Regions from separate parts of the Mus musculus genome. Here regions 1 and 2 are each linked to region 3. Evidence: chromatin contacts called from public HiChIP or PLAC-seq and promoter capture Hi-C data. All regions are on one chromosome and are shown on one strand. Each heading gives the region's core, a stretch centred on a gene start, on an enhancer-like site or on the middle of the called end of the contact. The rest is flanking DNA. Distances are from core to core; before and after follow the strand shown. Region 1 holds the start of Myo9b (myosin IXb). Region 2 holds the start of Nr2f6 (nuclear receptor subfamily 2, group F, member 6). Region 3 holds the start of Zfp964 (zinc finger protein 964).

Evidence for each region. Promoter capture Hi-C pulls out the DNA fragments that hold promoters and counts their contacts. HiChIP or PLAC-seq counts read pairs in DNA pulled down with a chosen protein or histone mark.
Region 1: a promoter capture Hi-C map of pre-B cells shows a contact between it and region 3, with 2.5 times the contacts expected there. The contact joins the promoter of Myo9b here to the promoter of Zfp964 in region 3. A contact is called at or near these places in 2 of 39 promoter capture datasets (hippocampal neurons and pre-B cells).
Region 2: an HNF4G HiChIP or PLAC-seq map of pancreatic cancer cells shows a contact between it and region 3. The contact joins the promoter of Nr2f6 here to the promoter of Zfp964 in region 3. A contact is called at or near these places in 3 of 39 promoter capture datasets (hippocampal neurons, liver and pre-B cells) and 1 of 115 datasets of contacts at active chromatin or transcription factors (pancreatic cancer cells).

Annotation. Positions count from the first base shown.
Region 1 is chr8:71,270,419-71,275,262 of GRCm38.p6, reverse strand. It overlaps Myo9b (myosin IXb), which reads right to left and starts at 2,549. Exons shown (of 40, transcript NM_001142322.1): 1 at 2,434-2,549. It overlaps Haus8 (4HAUS augmin-like complex, subunit 8), which reads left to right and starts at 2,673. Exons shown (of 11, transcript NM_001163042.1): 1 at 2,673-2,979. The coding sequence starts at 2,951.
Region 2 is chr8:71,379,991-71,384,291 of GRCm38.p6, reverse strand. It overlaps Nr2f6 (nuclear receptor subfamily 2, group F, member 6), which reads left to right and starts at 2,340. Exons shown (of 4, transcript NM_010150.2): 1 at 2,340-3,301. The coding sequence starts at 3,021. It overlaps Ushbp1 (USH1 protein network component harmonin binding protein 1), which reads left to right. Exons shown (of 13, transcript NM_181418.3): 13 at 1-18.
Region 3 is chr8:69,651,934-69,656,112 of GRCm38.p6, reverse strand. It overlaps Zfp964 (zinc finger protein 964), which reads right to left and starts at 1,557. Exons shown (of 4, transcript NM_001177527.1): 1 at 1,517-1,557. The coding sequence starts at 1,519.

The sequences.
Region 1 (4,844 bases), core at 1,300-3,799, 1.6 Mb before region 3:
ACTTGTTGGCTTTTTGCTTTCTTAGGGTGCTGTGGATATTTGGGCTGTTTGTGTGATAAGAGCTAGAGCATAAACTTAGCCTCCCAGCCTCGCTTCCTGGTTCTAGAAAAGTCTAGGGATCTATCTCCAAACCCAGCACCTGCCTGAGTCCATTTTGAGAAAGGACTCTTTCCTGGTGGTTGAATGGAAAAGAAAATTGAAACAAACTAAAGCAGAGGCTACAGCAAGTATCCCAAAGAGGAGAGTGACAGGATATCTGTTCCTGTCACTCTGGGTTCACCACTGACATGGCTTCCCAGGATTGACTGCAGACCAGACACTCTTCCCAGGAAACATAGTGGACCCCCCCACATCCCAAGTCTTGCTCTCAGTCTTCCCAATTCTGCCCCTGTGATAACTCATGTCACCTGTCATTGTGAAGGTCTGCCTAATGGGAATGCCATTCTTTCCATGTAAAGGGACAATAGCTGTTCCTCTGAGGCACAAGGAGATCTCAGCTCTGCTCTCAGGAGGCAGCCAACCACTTGGCACAACCAGCTCTTGCTTGGTTAATTTTGGACCCATTCACCACATGTTACCAGAGAGATAAGGAAAGGGAAGCCACAAGTTCATGGTCTCTTGTCAGGAAGGGAGTCAAGCCCAGGAGTCCTGAGTCCCCACCTGACCCACAAGGTACTAGCTAGACTTGAGAGAGGGTTTTACCCAAGTAGGAGGTCAAAGCCAGAGCATTGTGCTTCATGCAGGTAGCATCCTGGACACCTGACTGGAGGTGTGGCTCTATGGTGGAACACTTACCCAGTAAGCAAGCACAAGGTTCTAAGTTCCGTCCCCAGCATTTGCAGGGCAAGAGACAGAAAGTTGGAGCTGCATAAAACCAAAGGGTGTGTACCAGAAACATGAAAGTTAATAAGTGGGGTTAGCTCTGGAAAAAGGCTGACACAGGCCAATCCAAAGGAGAAATAGGCAGAGTCTTGCCCCAGGCCAGACCCCAAACAAGGCGCTTGCTTCTTCCAGGAGACCTCCACTGAGTCACAGCTCCAAGTAAGCAGGAGAAAAAGTGTGTCATGCATAGGAAAGTTCATGTCCTTCCTGGGGTCTCAGGACCAAAAAGTCTTCGATATTCCAAGGGGCATGACTTGCACCGTGTGCCCTTGGGCAAGCTAAGTTGAAAGATTTCTTCCAGAACATTCTTGAAGTGAATGGGGCAGTCATGTCTCTAAGGCTTCCTTTATATCCAGATTCCTGTACCAAATGGAGCTCTAAACCTGGCCTCCTTTCAGCAAGCACACAGCAGACAGGGAATACTGGTAAGGGGGGGGGGGGAGAAAGTGATGCCAATCAAAACCAGGCAGCTCCAAGGCCTTGTAGGAGCAGAGAGGCCGGTGACAATAACTTTATAGTTGCTCATGCCACCTCCAGCCATTCCTTGACACCTTAAGATACTGAAGTCTCAAAGACTAGACAATACCCAACAAGGTAAGGAGATACAACCTGAGGGGCTGCTAGGTGGATGTCTTAAAGTGCTGGAAAATGAGCCAAAGAGGCACAAAAGGACTCCCCTATAAAGCCTTGGGAGTTAGGGTCCCTAGAAAAAGAAGGGAGGGTTTGTTGGCAGCTGTGACTCCACGGGGCTGAGATCTCTGCCACCGCTGAGGTATACATTTCCTGTAAGTCATTTAAAAACAAAAAACAAAAAACAAAAAAACGTTTAAGTCCAAGGATGTGACTCTCTTGAGAGAGTGGCTTCCACCCTACCGGCTCCCTTTCTTCTGAAACGCAGTTCGGGTGTCAGAACCCCACCCCCACCCCGCAACCTCCTCTAGAGTCCAGCTACTCTTTTCTTGAGCAGAAAGTGATGTGCCTATCAAAGCAGAGAGAGAACCCAGAGGGCGCTGGGACTCGCCCTGGCGGATCACCCAGCTGTCCGGGAGTGAAGTCAGGAAGAAGATGAATCAAGAGGGGAAGGCGGGGGCGAGTCTCCAGAGGCTGCACCCCGTCATCTCCCTTTCCTCCTCCTCTCCACTCCTCCGGCCCTCTGAGGAACTGTTTTTGCGTGTCTTTCCAGGCCCACTCTTTTAGACGTTCCAGCCCCAACAGTGGGTTGCCACAGACCGTTTCCCATTCTCTGAGAGCCCGGCGCCTCTCTGACACCCTAGGGCTCAGACCGCGAGTGCAGAAGTCCCTTTCCCTAGCACGGCCCCTCGGCTCCGCCTTCCTGGCCTCCCCCGTTTCCTGAGATCCCCCCAGATGCCACCTTAGCCACGTCCTCTCCTCAGCCGCCGCTGAAAGACGCGGTAAGCCCGCCAGTCTCAACCCCCTCAGCGTCCACGCGTCCCCCAGGCCGCATCCTGCCCTCACGTCCCACGACTTCAGGAGCAACCCGGTGCACAACCCCGGCTCGGGTCTCCACTCACGGCCGCCGCGAGAACTTACCTGGACCTCGGGCCGCTGCGCGCCACCGGTCCCCGGCCAGCCTGCCCGCTGCTCCCGGCCGCCCCGCCCCGAAGCGACCAGCCTCGCCCGCCGCTGCACCGTGCGATTTCACTTCCGGGTTCCGGAGGCGCTGAGTGGGCGGGCGCCAACTCGTCGGAGAGGCGGGGCGACTCGAGGTCCCGCCCCATCTAAAGGCGCGCAGCGAACGCCCTCTGCGGTTGGTGCATTCCAGATGCTAAGTGTTCCACAGCTGAGAGGGGCGGGCGCTATGATAGTCACGCCCCTCCCCAGCAGTATTTTAGCCCGCTCAGGTTGGTGCCGGAAGCCCACACGTCTGAGGGACACCTTGGAGCCACGCCCTTTTTCGGCGCTCTTGGCCAGGCTGAACGAACTGTAGCAAGCTTGGAGCCCGCCCCGCGGCTCGCGTGAAGAGAGCACCCTCCGGCTTCCAGCACTACTCCCTGCCTCCTAGCGGGCGGGACCCTGAGACGCTTGCCTTTGAGTGGAAGGCGGGAGAATGGCGGATTCCTCAGAACGGGACGCAGGGTGAGTTGGGATCTCAGAAGGGCGGAATTTAGGGGCTCCTGTGGGTTGGCCAAAGACCAGATCCTGGGCTCACAGGCAGCGGAGCTGGAGAACTGGGATCTTATGAGCCAATGCCCGAATCTCTCCCAGACCAGAAGCCCAGGCTCTGAGCCGCTTCGGTGCGTGCTGGGGAGCTGGGGTCCCAGATGCAGTTCAGAATTGGGGTTGTGCGTGGACTTTGGTGGACATTCTCTCTTTTTCCCCTTGGAGACAGTGGTGTTTTTTGTTTTTTGTTTTGTGTGTGTGTGTGTGTGTGTGTGTGTGTGTGTGTGTGTGTGTATGTGTGTAGCTGATCCGGAGCTCTGTAGACCAGTCTGGCCTTGAATTCACAGAAATCTGCCTGCCAAGTGCTGGGTTCAAAGGCATGTGCCACCACCACCTAGCCTTCCTTTTTTTAAAGGAAAAACGTGACCCTACATGGTAGCACGACTTTAGTCCCAGCACAGACCTTTTCCTAGGCCTCAGGAGCTCTAGGGTTGCTTGTCGCACTCCCCTTTAGCCCTGACTCACTACACCCATGGGTGTTTGCTTAAGAGTCTGAAGGATGAGGGTCACGGGCTATTGTGACTGTATACAGCAAAGGACACTCTGTGAAGGTCAAGTGGGTGAAACAAAGGCTCTTGCCACCAAGCCTCATGATCTTATTTTGATCCATGGGTTTCATATGGTGAAAGTAGATAACTGATGTACTGGCCAGTTTTGTGTCAACTTGACACAGGCTGGAGTTATCACAGAGAAAGGAGCTTCAGTTAGGGAAATGCCTCCATGAGATCCAGCTGTAAGGCATTTTCTCAATTAGGGTCAAGGGAGGAGGTCCCCTTGTGGGTGGTGCCATCTCTGGGATGGTAGTCTTGGGTTCTATAAGAGAGCAGGCTGAGCAAGCCAGGGGAAGCAAGCCAGTAAGGAACATCCCTCCGTGGCCTCTGCATCAGTTCCTGCTTCCTGACCTGCTTGAGTTCCAGTCCTGACTTCCTTTGGTGATGAACAGCAATGTGGAAGAGTAAGCTGAATAAACCCTTTCCTCCCCAACTTGCTTCTTGGTCATGATGTTTGTGCAGGAATAGAAACCCTGACTAAGACAATTGACTACGCATTTTGTCCTCTGCCCTCCATGTGCACATCATGGCACACGAGCACTACAAACTACATAAAATGTAAAATGCTGAAATGCTAAGAGAAGAGGCCTATGGTAGGAGCCTCCTACACCTGAGACTCCCAGCCCTGAAAGGCAGGGGGTAGAGAGTAGGGATGCACAGTGGGCACAGGACAGGACAAGGCCATGTTACTGAAGCCTCTGTGAGTGGTGGGCAGGCTTTGGGGCACCATGAGGGACAACAGATGCACCTGCACTTTGTAGAACTACAGGGCCCCATGTTCTCCCATAGGCCCATGATTTGCCCCCAGAGCAGGGAGAAGCCCCCAGCTCCCAGCCCTGCTTTTGACTTGCAGGTGTGTCCAGAAGAGGTTGGGATCCCCTGGAGCTGGAGTTACAGGTGGTTGTGAGCCACCTCACCTGGGTGCTGGAGACTGAACTCAAGTCCTCTGTAAGAGCAGCAGACACTCTTAACCTATGAGCTGTCTGGCACAGCCAGGGCTGTGAAGTGAGATTTATTTGCTCTCTGAACAATCCCAACAACCTGAGTTTAGGTCCCCAGAAGCCACATAAAGACTGGATGCAGTAGTGTCTGTCTGTAATCCAGCACTTCCCACAGGGAGATGGGAGGCTAAAGCAGCACAGTCTCTAGGAGTAGGAGGCAGAGCTAGCAGGGCAAACAGAGCCATGGCTAAGAAAGGTAGAAGGTGAGAACCTTCGCTGAGGTTGTCCC
Region 2 (4,301 bases), core at 1,091-3,590, 1.7 Mb before region 3:
ATAAAACTTAATGTACTGCTATGGTAGAGAGCTCTGAGTGGGGACAACTGGAGCAACACTCAAGAGGGTTCCTGAGGGGAGAGAGAGAGCATGTGAGAGAGCACAGTGTGCGTGTGTGTGTGTGTGTGTGTGTGTGTGTGTGTGTGTCTGTGTGACTGTGTGTACTAGCAGCAGCTGACCAAGTAGTGTATGGCCACACCCCTTGCTTGAGTAGGGGTTGGGCTGCGGTTCAGTTGTCCCCTCCTGGCTGAAACCGTAGAGCAGGACTAGCCTGCAGGCCACACCTGTGCAGGTGTTCTGAACAGCTGTCCTTCCTGGGGAGTGGGTGTGTGGAGGGCTGCCTCAGTGCCTCAGGCAGCAAGAGCCAGATCCTGGGGCTGAAGACCTATGTTTGTCCCATACTCTGGGGGCTTTGAGGGATTAGGACAGAGAGGCAGATTACCTTGCTGGTGTGTGGGGCCTGGGGGGTGGAAGAGGATTGCTTCCTTCTTTCACGCCCTACAAGTCTCCAGGGTCCCTATCATGCAGTGCCCAGAATCGAATTCAGGCAAGCACCTTTGCCCTTCTAGCCGGCCCAAGCCATTTTAACCTTTAGCCAGCAGATCGGTTTTTTTGGTCAGCCAAGGTCACCTGCTGGGGGTGGGAGCCGTGCAGGGCTGATTCCCAGGCAGCCCCGACAGTATCTGGCAGTTCCCACGGGCGTCCCAGCAGCAGATGGGCCCAGTGTCTTTGTCCCTAGGTCCTCCACAACCACAAGGTCAAATGTCACCTCGGGGCCACGGGCAGGGGTTATGGGGGCGGGGTGAGGCGGTTGGGTCCCAAAGGTTAGGGGGCCAAGAGTGGCAGCGCCACTGGGACAGGGCTATACCCCTCTGAAACTATCTCTTCCCTTTGGGCCCCTCACTGAGACTAGTCTCCCAAAATCCTTGTTTATTTGAACTTCTGTGACTCAGCCCCCTCTTCCAGAGCCTTTCTTCCTCCTAAGCCCTCTCTCTGGCCCTCTGGCCCTTAACCCTTTCAACCCTCTCCTGAGATACTGGCACCAAGGACTCGAGAATAGTCCAATCTAGGACTGTTCTCATCCCAAACAACCAACTATGACTCCTAAACTGATTTATCTTCTGGGTCACCCAGGATTTGTCACCACTAAAGCAGGGTCGATTCTAATCAGATTCCTGGGAAGTCCTTGCTCCAGTCTGATTCTAGTTCTTCCTGATTTCTGTATTTGTATTTTCACAAGGTATCCAGGTGGATTCTTCTAGGTACCCAACAGCACAGGGCTGGGTGTACATGGCTAGCGGAAACCTGAACCTCAGTTCCTTTAAGTCCCCTTATGTGAGGGCTCATCTTGTGGGATGATTTTCACAAGGCACAGAAGGGAGGGCACCTTGTCCAGGTTGGCCGCGTTCTCTGGTGTGTCTATACTGGACCCAGGCCTGCATAGGAGGCAGAACAGGCCTGGCCGTCAGAACTCTGACTCAGGGGTGAAAGGTCACCCCAAGAGGGACTTTTCCCTCTGTTAAACGTTAACAGACCTAGAGTCAGGCCTCAATCCCATCTAGGCCTCAAATGTGAAGGGAGCTTAATAAATCCGTGCCCTGGGGGGTCCTGCATACAAAGGGTGCTTAATAAATGCTTGCTCCAGTAGAATTGGAGGGGGCAGGGGCGTGGCGGCAGCTGGGAGGCTCTAGGCGTGGGGGGCTGGACGGGAGGGGGGCTAGACATCTGTGGCCCAGCCGGTCACCAGGCCAAACCCTTTCTGTGAAGAAGAAGAAAAAAAAAAAAAGGAAAGGAAATGAAGAGAGACCCGGACAACAGCCCGGGACTGGCACGCCTTCCGGCCGGAGAGGCGACTGACGCCCAGCCTCTCCCACCCTTGAAGCCTGAAAGGAGAGAGGGGGACCCCTTGACCTAACAGCGCGGACGCCCACCCCCAGACTCCGGACACCAGGTGTTCACCGGAGCGGAGCGCGAGGCGGAGGCGGAGGCGGGGGCGGGCCGCGGAGACTTTGGGGAGGAGGGGGCCGCTCCAGCTGGCAGCCGCGCAGAGCAAAGCGGGGCGCGCGCCTGAGCGGCGGGGGCGTGCCCCCTGCAGATGTCCCCGGGGGGCGCGGCTGCCGGGAGCCGCGCGGAGCTCCCCGATGCCCCGACAGGACTCGCAGGGGTTAAGGCTGCGCGGCCGCGTGGGGGAGGGTCAGCTGCGCGCCCCGCCCCGCCCTCTCGCCGGCCCACGGCTCCGGGCGGCGCGCGGCTACCCCATGCCCTTATAAGGGCGGCCGTCGCCGGGGCAACGAGCGCCCGCCCCCGGCCGCGCCGCGCGCCCCCGCCCCGCCCCCGCCGGCGCCGATGGAACGCGGGTGTCAGGCCGGCCGCAGCGCGGGGCCGGCGGCGAGCGCCAGGGCGAGGCCGAGGCTCGGGCCCAGGCGCAGGCCGAGGCCGGCCGCGCGAGCGCTCGGCGGGGAGACGATCCAGGGAAGGCCGCGGGTCGCACTCTCCACTCAGCTCTATCGCCTGGACCTCTGCGATTACGGCCGGGCGCGCGCGGCGTGCGGGACTCCGGGTCTCCGACGCGCGCTCCCGCCGCCCCTCCCCCCTCGCCGCGTAACTTGCGGCCAAAGTTTCCCCCCGGGCTCGGGGGCGCCCGCGCGCGCTCGGATGGTGAGCCACTAAGTTGGCCTGGGCGGCGGGGCCGGGCCATGGCCCCCGCGACGCTACCGGGTCCCCAGGACTCCGGACCACGGGACCTGGGCGCCCCAGACTCGCGCCTCTAGCGCGCCCCCGTCGACCGCGGGCACGCGTGGGAAAGTTGGCCTGGAACCGGCCCGACCAGTTCCTGCCTGGCGCGCGGACCGGCCGCAGGAAGTTGCCGCAAAACTTTTTTCAGGGGGGTGTGCGACCGGAGCCCCCCGAGAGCGCGGGCTGCATGCGCCCGGGGTAGCCGGGTCCCTCTCGGGTCGCCAGGCGTGCCCAGAGGGGACGGACTCGTCCCGGGGCGTACCGGCCCCGCTGTCTCCGGGGCTATGGCCATGGTGACCGGTGGCTGGGGCGACCCCGGAGGCGACACGAACGGCGTGGACAAGGCTGGTGGGAGCTACCCACGCGCGACCGAGGACGATTCGGCGTCACCTCCCGGGGCGACCAGCGACGCGGAGCCGGGCGACGAGGAGCGTCCGGGGTTGCAGGTGGACTGCGTGGTGTGCGGGGACAAGTCCAGTGGAAAGCATTACGGCGTGTTCACCTGCGAGGGCTGCAAGAGTTTCTTCAAGCGCAGCATCCGCCGCAATCTCAGCTACACCTGCCGGTGAGCCCCACGCGCGGCCACCGAGCTGGCCCGGACCTGCTCGGTCACCTTGGGCCTGGCGCTGACCTTCCCCACACCCGCATTCCTGCCCCAGACCACGGGTTCGGCCCTAGTGGAGTTGGTGATACATGCGTGCAGGTGCTCCCCCTCTCCTCCCCCGCGCAGGTGGTCTTTGCTCTTGTCCTCCTGCTCTGGAGAGAGCTGGTTCTGCTAGACAGGGAGGGCTCGGGAGTGCTGTCAGGAGTGAGGACCCTCTTTCCAGCCCCCAGTGCCCCCTTTCTCGTGGGGGCCCGTCACGCGTGGTGCCTCGCGGGAATCAGAGGTGCAAGTCGCACCGCGGGGCTGGCGGCGTCCAGGGGCCATTGTCTGCGGCCGCGCGGATCGATCCGGCGCGCCCTTGGGTCAAATATCACTTCCAAAGTCGCCCTTGCATGGGTAGCTGGAGAGACTCCCGGGTGGGTGTCTCGGAATGGCTGCCTTCACGGGAATCGGGGGACTGCATGCACGAGGGTCTGTGCCTGTCCATCAGAGGGGTACCCCTTAGGTTCTGGGTCACCGGAAGCCGCCGCTGGAGGGCCAGCAAGGCCACCGGAATTGACCGCACCCCCACTCCCGGGTTGGTTCAGCTTTGGGGCTCCGGGATGAGACCTTAAACTTCGGGACGACTCTTAAGAGTGAAGTACCCGTGGGAGATGCCGTCTGGTGGGGACCCCTCTACAGGGCCATGCAGGGCGTGGTCTTGCTTACTGGCTGCCTTAGGGGACAGAAAGCCCCTCGAAAAAGAGGTTGGCTGTCCAGGCCAGGGGTTGTAGAGCACTTTCTATCCATGCATGCAGCAGACTTTGCATTCCCCAGGATCGTGCAGGGCCTCAGAACAGGGCAGGCAGCCCCGTTTCCCAGGTGCCTGGAGCCCCAGAGAAGTTGTAGAGTTATGGGAAGGGTCCTGGCCCAGTGGACTTAAGCAGGTAGAGCTGTGGGGGCTGGATGTGGAGATGAGTTC
Region 3 (4,179 bases), core at 308-2,807:
CTAGGAAAGGGGATAGTATTTGAAATGTAAATAAAAAAATAAAATAAAAAATACTACAAAAAAAGAAAGTTGTAGTTTTAAAACTGCAAAGCTTGCTTTAAAAAAAATCAGTTTTTTTTTTAAACCATTCCTTTCTGTGTGCATGTGTGGCTATGCATTGCCATGATGCATGTATGAGGTGAAGGGACAGGAGTTCAAAGAAATTCTGTGGTTCTCGATTCTCTCCTTCTACCAAGTGGCTTATAAGGATTAACCCCAGGTCTCTGGGCTTGGCAGCAAAAGATGCCACCCACAGAGAGATTCGGAGGAACCAAGAACCTAAGTATTTTGTTTTTTTCTTTCTTCCTTTTGAGATAGGTTCTCACTATGTAATCCTGACTTGCCTGAACTCACGACATAGACCTGGCTGACCTAGAACTTACAGAGATCCACCTGCTTCTGTCTCCAGAATACTGGGATGAAAGGTGACTCCCAACCAGCTCAGCAAGAATCTAAGTTCTAAAAGGAAAACCTTGTTCACTTGATGGTAAGCGCCTTGAAACACTCAGGGTCACACCACCTAAGGAACACCAGTGAACACCTGGTCAGACTGAAAACTGCTGCGGAAAGTCATGGAATTGCAAGGATGTTAGAATACGGGTACAGCCCTGGGAAAGAGCAAAGCAGAGATTCATGATTCACAACTTCAAAACTGACTTAAAAGCAATTATCATTAAGATAGGATAAAGCTGCAGATAGGCCTAAGGAGTAATAGAGCACTTACCCAGCATGCTATGCAAAGCTGTTGCATCTAACTTCCAGACTGTGGGTGGGAAGGAGTAAATATTTTTTAAGAAAAGAAAAAATAAACTATACTAGGCTCTGTGACAACCTGAGTTCTATCCGTTAATCGCGGAAGGACAGCACTCATTCCATAAAGTTGTCCTGTGACCTTACACCTTCCTCACTCTACACACACACCGGGGACACACACCAATAAATAAGGCTGATTTAAGTAGGAGAGAGGGAGGGGGAAGGAGAGAGCTGCAGCGCACGGCAGGGGTCCTCCACTTCGTCTACTCGCTAGTCCCGCTCCACGTTTCTCTCCCTTGTCCTGGGGCAGCCCAGGCTGTCCCCTCTCCTCCAACAGCTGCGGGTTTACTGTGAAGCCCGCACGCAGGGTTACAAGTGAGTGCGACGTTAAGCTGTCACAACCCGCACTAGGAGAAACCTGCGCCGTCGAAGGAGCTGTGGGCAGACCAGCTCAGCACCGAGCGACCCCGCCCACGCGGGTGCTCTGGGCTCTGCAGCGTGCTGCCCTCGTCTCTCCGGGCCAGCCTGGCTCCCTCTGGCCAGCCGCAATCCGTCCGGGGGGAGCTCGCGGCTTCGCCTTTTAAACTCTAATCTTCGCACCAAGCCGAACTTTCCCAGACGCTGGACCCACCCCTCCCCCAGTCCCAAGGAGGACCCACCACCCCGGCTCCCGCGGCTCAGCCGGCCGCTCTTCCCCTTCTGGGGACTTCGGCCCTGCGCTCACCATGGCGCGGCTTCGAGCTCGGCCGCGCTCCCCTTAGCTACGGGCCGCAGTGGCCACAGCGAAGGGGGCCGAACCCGCTGCGCCTTCTCCGCTTCCCAGCGGAATGCACAGCGGGATTGCGATGGAGCCCGCCTCCCACCGCTCCCTGGCGCTCCTGATTGGATGGCTTGTCTGGAGGCCCTGATTGGCTAGGGCCCGACTTCGCTCAGCTCGGGAGAGATTTGCATAAAAGCCAGACCTGCCTGCTTCTTGCTGGGTACTTTAGTCTTCGGTGATCTCAAAAGCTTAGTTCCTATTGGTCTTGGGTCGTTGGTGTCCACAGTGCATTTACCAACTCAACGTCCAGTGTAGTGATTTCTTGCTTCAGACCTAGAATTGTTATAGGACCTTGGGTATGATGTATTCCGTGGACCTGGATTTTTATTCAGGGAAGCCAAAAAAAAATTTTTTTTTTTTTAAGGCGTGAGCGCCACCACTGCCTGGCTCCTTTTATTTTATTTTATTTTTTTTAAAGATTTATTTATTATTTTATGTAAGTACACTGTAGCTGTCTTCAGACACACCAGAAGAGGGAGTCAGATCCCGTCATGGATGGTTGTGAGCCACCATGTGGTTGCTGGGATTTGAACTCTGGAAGAGCAGTCGGGTGCTCTTACCCACTGAGCCATCTCACCAGCCCGGAAGCCAAAATTTTTGATAGTGGTCTGTCAAGTGGGGCTTGGTGGTTGGTACAAGTCCCCTTAATCCCAGCACTCATTCTGCTGGCAGCGAAAGACAGATCTCTGTGAGTTCTAGGCCAGCCTGGTCTACATTGTAAAAATCTGGGCTAGTTAAAGTTGCACAAAGTCTGGTCATTGTTAGAGGCCAGAACACACTGGCTCCTCATCAGCTCTTTCTGGTAGAGTTATTAAGACGCTATCTGTACTGTGATTTTACAACTCTTAACTTATAATTCAGTCCAGTATCTGGTCCTCTGTGCTCAACTTCACAGCTGGAAATAAGATAATAACAAATTCCAAGCGACTGGAGAAAAATGAAGGCGTTTTAAATATTCAGTTCTTCAGAGAGACACGGAACCTTAGAGAAAAGGCAAAAACGGCTGTGAATTTTGGCACAAGATTTTTTTTTTTAAGTCCCCCTGGGGGAGAAATTTCTGTTCTTTGTTTCTCACAGGCCAGTTCTGCTATTTTCTCAAATTTCCCATCTCCCTGGCTTAGGGTACAAAGCCTTATCTAAGGAATAACTCGGGATTTGAGGCTTCCTCTTTTCCTTATCATGATTTAAGTTACATAGTAAACCATGGGTAACTCCAAGTCTCATTATGGGCCGGTACCAGCCAGCGCTTGGAAGAAACATGCCCAGCACCTACTGCTTATCTGTAACTGGTGAACTCTAAATGCACTTTATACTGAAATGGACAATGACAGTCCAATTCAGTGGTTCTTGACCTGTGTGTCATCAGATCATCAGAAAACACATATTTACATTATGATTCACAGTAGTAGCAAAATTATAGTTTATACAGTAGCCAAGAAAATAATTTTATGGTTGGGGGGATCACCACATCATGATGAACTATTAAAGGTCATGGCATTAGGAAGGGTGAGGACCACTGTCTCACACCATCACATATGCTAGCTCAGACTAAATCATGTGGTGTTTAACTTTAATTTTTTCAAAACCTATTTTTAATGATGGTTCTTAAATGCTTTAGCCTTCCTTCTAGCCCACCACCCTCCAGAGGTAGTGGAAAAGAAAGGATACAGGAGAAGTGGACCTGTTTAGAAAGGTTCTTTGGAGAACCTTCCATCTGCATTGTCTGGAAATCTGCAGTTCAGTTCACAGGTCATCAACAGCAGCTCGATTCACTTGTAAACACTTCACAGATATACCAACAGTCCAGTTTGATAGAGTTGGGATAGCAAACATGAGTCAGCAGTGGTGGTACTATTTAGCAGAGACAGCCAGGCCTCAGCCTCGGCAGCAGAAAGGACCAACCAGCAGGAACGCCAGGAAGAGTTCTTGGCTGTGCTTTTCTCAGCGAAGTGAAGATCATCAAAGAAGTCAAAAGACCAACACGTGATGCACAGCTAGCTCTATAAGCAAGCCTAGCTCAGCCTCAGTCACTGTGCACTGAGTCCCTTTTATACCCTCTCCAAACATCATGAGTTCTCTTTGTGCCTTGCCTAAACACATGCCATACTTCAGCATGTATGTCTGTCTCAGCTAACATCACTCTGCCAATCAGCCCAAGTCTGCAGAAGTGGCAAGAAGCTGCAGCACATCACCAGGAGTTTTTTGGTGCATTTATCTCTATGGAGTTCTGACAAATGCAGCTCAACTGCACAATGTAAGGTGGACCAATACATGCGTGTGGTTAGCAAAGAATCCTTCATCACATGTCCTTTCATGTGCTTGCTTTAGCAGAGCATCTTTTCACATGTGTCCACTTCAGGAAAACACTCCTTCACGTGTTTGCCTCAGCAAAACCCCATCCAATACAACAAACTCTCCAAAGAGCCCTTACATTTCTACTTTGTAGTATTGAAATGGCTGACACCCAAAAGCCAATATTTCTTTAATATACAAAAATTAAATATTTCTTTATTGGAGGGATGTTGAAGTCCCCTTTGTAACCCTTCTTTTTTTAAAAAAGATTTATT